Regions from separate parts of the Mus musculus genome. Here region 2 is linked to region 1. A link is a contact called in public HiChIP or PLAC-seq data. All regions are on one chromosome and are shown on one strand. The core of a region is the stretch at or near the end of the contact, and the rest is flanking DNA. Distances in the headings are between cores, read along the strand shown. Region 1 overlaps Col8a1 (collagen, type VIII, alpha 1). Region 2 overlaps Col8a1 (collagen, type VIII, alpha 1).

Region 1 (3,299 bases), core at 310-2,809:
TGCGTAGAGTTGGCTAGACAGGAGTTGGCTTCATTAGTTTTCCCACATCATGTGCAGAGGTCATGGAAAAACACTTTCCATTTTAGAAGGATTGCTGGTCTCCAATCACATTCATTTTGGTCTTTAAAACTTAAAAGTACCAAAGCAGCTGAGGGCGGGGATAGAGAGAGAAAAGGCGCAAACAAAGTGAGTGACCCATTACTACGAGCAGGCAAAAAACTTTTCATTGCAAAGACATCTACATGGGACAAAAATGTTGCTACTTTCTTCCCATTGAGAAATATTTAGTCAAAATATTTAAAATTTAGGAATTTGTTTTCATTTTTAAAATTTCTAAGTACAAATTAGTCAAGAGCAGAGATAATTTCCCCCAGGTCCTCTGAAAACCACCTGGATAAACTCAAAGCCAAGTTTAGCACATTTTGCTTTCCCTTTTGTGAGCAAAACATGATTTGGTTACTAAATTTCTCTGAGCTCTGTGCATAGAGCTGAGGGCCTCGGTCATTTCCTTATCAGAAGCAACAGGGAAAATTCCAGATATGAAGAATCACAGAGATTTATTGCCTCCTTTCCCAGCCTGACACTTGGCTCAGCACGAAGGAGCAATGGCCAGGAAGAAGTCCTCTGGTAAAGGATGAGGGAACTGGATGTTTGTGAAGCCCAGACTTGGGAGTGACACAAAAGGAGGTCTGAGCTTTTACACAGCCAGCGAAATCTAGCCTGTTTGAAGTTGGATCAATTGATTTCTTAAACATTTCAAATAAGCAAAGTTCTACAGGAAATGGGAGCCAGATGCATTTCTCACTCAGGAGTTCCTTGGAGAAGAGGTATAAAATAGTCACAGAGCAACTCCTCATTTCACGTTGGCCTTCCTTTCACTCCAGAGCTAGGCCTGCATGGTGTGAATGTAGCCATGGGTACTGAGTAAGAAGAGACTGTTTTGTTCAAGCAAAAAGATCAGTCAAAGGTTCCTGATATAAGACAACTTTCCAAATACTATAGTTGACATTAAAAGAACTCAAAAAACAGAGGAACATATCAGAAGTGAAGAGGGCACTATGTTTGCAGTTTTATAAACCCTCAGAGACAGGGCTACCCCAGCTTTCATTCTATGCCTGGAGAAACTGAGGCTCCATGAGAGTGGTCTGGTTCACCAGAGACCACAATGATTATAAGTGGAGAGACTGAGGTTCTCTCATCAAAGGAGATCTTAGTCAAATACGAAAGTAGGGTCGGATAAGAGGAGTTAATCTAGGTCTCTGCAGCACAGCAGGTGCGAAGCTACTCCCATATGTTTAGCCAAAGATTGGTCCTCTTTATGGAAGGTGGGCCCTACTGCACTTTCCATACAGAGCCATGAGCAGCATAGGGCTTTCTTACTAAAGCCTCCAAAGAGCATCTCAGCAGTGCCACCTCATAAAGCAGGAATGGACTCCACACATTTCCCCAAATAACCCAAAGGAGACAATGAAGGCCCGCCCCTCTCTCAGATCTAAGAAAACCTAAGGGAAAAAAAATGAAAACAGACAATGTGTCACACCTGGCTGATGTCTTAACACTTTGTTCCGGTCCATGTAACTTTTACAGAAAATGAAATATTCTTGGTTTCGCATATGCTTCCCAGAAGCCCCAAGGTTTCCTGGAACTTTTTCATAAGAATTTCAGCTATTTCAGCCATCATTTTCAGATATCACAGCTCTGGCTGACAGAGAATAGACACACACCATCTTTGGAACAATTGACCTCTAGGGATTGTGTCTCTGCTTTCTTCTAGGTTTTTCTTCTCATGAAACTATCCCACTATGGTTTTGATTTACTTGTATAATCATATTCTTTTCCCCAGAGATCTCATTTTCAAGATAACAGAAAAATGAACAGTAGACATTCTCATATTTCGCTCTTGAATTTGAATTGATGCACTGATTCTTCAGCACTTCTGTATTGGCAAAGGTAGTTAGAGGCATTTTAATGTGTGTGTGTGTGTGTGTGTGTCCACCACTTATGTCCTTGTTATGGTCATGGTCATGCAATGCACCTTCATAACTACCTGGAAGGCCAAATTCAAATTAAAAGTTTTCAGATTTCTTCCAATTATGCATCAGGGTATAGAGATTTGGGAAGAGCAAATTGCTCCCCTCCCCCAGGTTCTCTGCTCCCATCTTCAGCTCTGCCAGGTACCACAACAGATTTCCAAGCTGTGCATGTGACCACCCAGCTAAGCTTCATTCACAACACCCAGAAAATATGGTGCTCCTGGGCACCATGTGTTTTCCAAGGATGCATATCCCAGTTGAACAGTCAATCTTAGGAAGCCGGATACTGACAACATCCCACTTAGGTATTAGAAAGGTCTTGACATCATCAAGACAGATTTAGAGTTCTAGGTATTCAGGGCATTTTCAAGAATGATATAATTTCTACATAACATCGTCCCTTGACTTCTTACACCAGGGAACTTGGAGAAACCGGGGCTAGAAGAAAGGATCAGAGAGGGTGTTCACCCTATCTGTGTGATGCCTGGAAATGACCTTCCAACAATAAGTGCCTAGTGAGAATTAGCCTGTTCCCACATCTCACTCATCCTTCCACATAGCCATGAAATGTATCTCAAAACATCTAAAATTAGAGACCCAAGAGCCATAGATTAATATAAGACAAAGTCTTTGTACCTCAATGGCACTAAGGGTTATGCAATTTGCAATTTGAATTACAAGTTTGGCCATCTGATTTCCTACTCCAGTGGTCTAAAGCTAATGAAGAAGCATAGCACATGATATCTTCTCAAAGAGACACCAAGACAAAGACAGTGACGTGGCCCCTGGAAAAATGGGAGCCAGGGGTGGGTGCTTTGGGTTTATATTTGTTCCAAGTGAGGCTTCTCTTGCCTGTCTACATGTCTGCGTCTACTCCTGCTTCTCTTGGTAATTACAGCATAACAATAGCTACTGCATTGCTGTTACTCCCTGTGAGAGTCCATGGAAGCATTTTACAAATATTCTCTTAAATTGTTCCTATGTCTTAGGATCTAAACATTATTTTTACAGAGGAGGAACATGAGGCAAATATATATTTGTTTAAAAACCAAAATGAGCAAAAACAACCACATCGCCTTTAATCATATTGAGTAATAAGGAATCAAATTCCAAGTTGAGATGTGAACTTAGCCACTGTACTCCCTGGGATCTATGTACCCAGTAACTGTTTTTCTGCTTCTTGAAATGACATACCACCCAAGAACTCACTTAGCTAGTTGCTCAGCCTCTGAACTCTGGTATGCTCCTAAGTCGTCATGGCCTTTG
Region 2 (3,299 bases), core at 328-2,827, 71 kb before region 1:
GTGTGTTTCTGCTTGTTTGTACAACATGTGCATGTGTGGTACCTTGGGTACCCTGAAAGACGAATGCAGGTTTTCACTCTCCTTTTTCTTCCTTTTCTGCAATCCCTATTCCCAATCTAGGAGATGGTGCTTCCCAGCATTCAGGATGGGTCTTCTCCCTCAGTTACTCCCATCTGGAAATGTATGTACGGTGTTATCCAGAGGTGTGCCTCCATAACTAATACCCTGGATGATACCTGATCTAGTCAGGTTGACGATCCAGATTAACCACTAAAACAAGGTATAAAGTAAATGTCTAAGACCGTACCTTACCCATAATGAAAATAAACCTGGTCATCACAACACTTGGCCACTCTCTCTCATCTTCATCCCAGGGAGTTCCTCAGTGGGGCTCAAGTTTGGTCCAAGGGCCAGTCACAGCATGATTCCATGTCCCTGACTAGTCCTGTTGAATCTCATGCTGGGTTAGTGGCCAGAAATCTGAATTTTTAACAAGCATTCTCTGTAATTCTAGATGCTCTAGACTTCTAAGCCAGAAGTGAAACAAAATAGTCACTGGCTGACCACGGAAGCGAGAATAAGGAGTAAACACCTCTTTTCTGATGACAGTTAACTAAACAGTGAGATCATAGGCCTGTGTGTGTGCGTGCATGCATGTGTGCATGTGTACATGCATGAGTGTCTATGTGCATGTATTACACTATTAGACTGCCTTTCTCTGCTTTATCTGTGATGTGCTAATGCCCAGTTGACTCATGGTTGACCCCTAGATGTTCCAGTAAGAGTTGTGTAGAGAAGGGGTTCATGGGACTTTAGTCCTCCCCACTTGATTTCTCACTGTTGCCTTCTTTCTCCTGTTTGAGGCATGGCCCAGTAAAATCCATCTGAATGTTTTGTCTGGACAGATGAACATTTAATAAAGCAATCCGTTGCCCAGGACCTGGACAAAGTGCTAATAATAACTATTAATTCACTATAAATGATTACTCCTCTAAGAAAGACAAACAGGTCCCACTGAGACCATGGTTTTAAAGCCCTTTCCAATTTTACATTGCTTTCAGAGAAAAATAATTAGATATGGTTGACTGACCAAAAAAAAAAATCTAGAAAGTTCTATATGAGGAAGAGAGGTTCACTTCAAACCAGTGTTTCCTGTTTTGATCATGTGTTCCAAATGGTCTCACTTTTTCCTTTGGGTTTTACATATATTTTTGTCATTTATGGTCATGCCTACAATCTGTTATGCTTTCAGTGAGTCCAGAATAAACACTCACTTTCTGTGGCTCCTCTATTATTTATAGCTTAAGATCATCCTTCACCTTCCTCCCCAGACCCTGTCCCATCACTGACCATTTGACGTCAGTGCACTCCACCTTAAGTTCCTGATAAAACAAAATGCATGTGCTGTGGGCAAGAAAAACAATACATCTTGACTTTCCCAAAGTAGTCTGCATCAAATGTTTTATGTGTAATTGAAAACATATTTTACAAGCAAATGGAGCCAATAAACTAGGAAAGCCATATGGAAACAGCAAGTCCAACTTCTCTGGGTTTTAATAAACTGCAACAGAGGACTGCAGGAACCGTAAGGCATTACGTTCCAACCCAGACTCAGGAAAACTCAGTAGTGCCTCATAAGTGCTCTGTACAGAAAGTCCCAGCAAGAGGAAGGAGAGGAGATACACACACTGCGTGTGTGTTTGCATCACTGTGCTAGTTTCAGTGTGGAAACCTCTGTGTACAGGTGGGGTGGCTGAAGAGGGGAAAGCCAAGTACCCTCTCTCTGTCTGGTCTCAAGATCTAAAAGCATGACTGTCATTCTGTAATTTTTGTTTCTAAAGCGTAACCTCAAAGGAAATATCTTTCTTAGCAAAATCTTGTTCTCAATTGCAGCACCATCTTCCCCCAGAATTCCTGTCATATCCATGTAATCACATGGCCTTCCCAGTACTTGAACTTGGAAGGTACGTAGTGCCACAGTGATGCTCACAATGGGAAGAATTCTAAGACCTGAGATTGGTTCCTTGACATGTATTATTGAATCAGTATGGTATACTGGCTTCTTGTAAAACCACACTAACTACAAATTGGAATGGACTTTTATATTTGCATTATAAAATAGCAAGATTTATTAAAAATCATTTTACATAAAGTGCTAGCTATAAAGCCATTAATAAAAATTAAATAATGGATTTTAACCCTAGGGATAGAAGCAATACCAACATATGAGTTATATATTTTAATCTAATGTACCTTTTTAAATTCTAAGAAATATGAAATGACTGAAATTTCTTTAATAGTTAACTATAATTAAACAGGTTTATGGACTCAATGGCAATGTGTAGAAATAACCTTTTTCAATCTCTATGCCAGTGTCTAAAGTAGATTTCTTCTGTGTTGAAAAGAAAATCAAACCAGTACCCCGGAGCTCTTGACTCTAGCTGCATATGTATCAAAAGATGGCCGAGTCGGCCATCACTGGAAAGAGAGGCCCATTAGACTTGTAAACTTTATATGCCCCAGTGCAGGGGAACGCCAGGGCCAAAAAGTGGGAGTGGGTGGGTAGGGGAGTGGGGATTGGAGGGTATGGGGGGCTTTTGGGATAGCATTGGAAATGTAAATGAGGAAAATACCTAATAAAAAATATATTTAAAAAAAGGAAAAGAAAATCAAGACGGGAACAGTCATAGACTCTTAATAATTACAAAGTCTAAGTTGGTACAACTTTTATAGATAGATTAGTAACTACACTTCAAGAATCTAGTCCACATATACACAGGATGCATATACAATGACCCAACTGTGTGCATTTGTGAAACAAAAATATCGGTGTTTACAAAAAGACACAGAAGGAAAAGGCAGCCTACAGAATGGGAGGAAATACTTAAAAGTCAGAGACCTAAACATGAAATGGTATTCTAAATATAAAAAGGATACATCAAATAAACAGCAATAAAAACATAATGAATAACAAATAATTAAATATGTTTCTTCAAAGAAATATACAAAAGGCCAAAATACACATGAAAAGGTATCATTAGAATGGCATTTTTTTCTACAATTGATAAGCCTACATTGATACATTGTTACTATCCAGAATCTATAGTTTACATTAACATTCATTCTTGGTAACCTTCCCGTAGTATTTTTCTCCTGTGTTTAGAGAGAAGAAAGATATTAACTACATTAGTAATGAAAATAGAGGAGAAATATACAAGAAAGTCTTTCACATGGGAATTGGCCATTGCATAGAATTCATGCAACCACTGAAAAGATATTTTATATATGCTGTGCTAATT

The links. HiChIP or PLAC-seq counts read pairs in DNA pulled down with a chosen protein or histone mark.
Region 2: a contact with region 1 is called in an H3K4me3 HiChIP or PLAC-seq map of the 230-238 cell line, with 2.1 times the contacts expected there. The contact joins two enhancer-like sites. A contact is called at or near these places in 1 of 15 datasets of contacts at CTCF or cohesin (pro-B cells), 17 of 484 Hi-C or Micro-C datasets (the C2C12 cell line, the C3H10T1/2 cell line, cerebral cortex and 10 more) and 6 of 115 datasets of contacts at active chromatin or transcription factors (the 230-238 cell line, a colorectal cancer cell line, embryonic fibroblasts and 3 more).

Annotation. Positions count from the first base shown.
Region 1 is chr16:57,660,146-57,663,444 of GRCm38.p6, reverse strand. The region is part of intron 2 of Col8a1 (collagen, type VIII, alpha 1); the gene reads left to right. Among named protein-coding and RNA genes, the nearest start is that of Gm51269, 51 kb to the right of the region's middle. Within about 2 kb of position 1,559, at least 5 of the 459 cell types and tissues checked have an H3K27ac peak or open chromatin away from gene starts, as enhancers often do. A contact at or near this core is called in the 230-238 cell line, where this site is marked.
Region 2 is chr16:57,731,614-57,734,912 of GRCm38.p6, reverse strand. The region is part of intron 1 of Col8a1 (collagen, type VIII, alpha 1); the gene reads left to right. Among named protein-coding and RNA genes, the nearest start is that of Col8a1, 21 kb to the left of the region's middle. Within about 2 kb of position 1,577, at least 9 of the 459 cell types and tissues checked have an H3K27ac peak or open chromatin away from gene starts, as enhancers often do. A contact at or near this core is called in the 230-238 cell line, where this site is marked.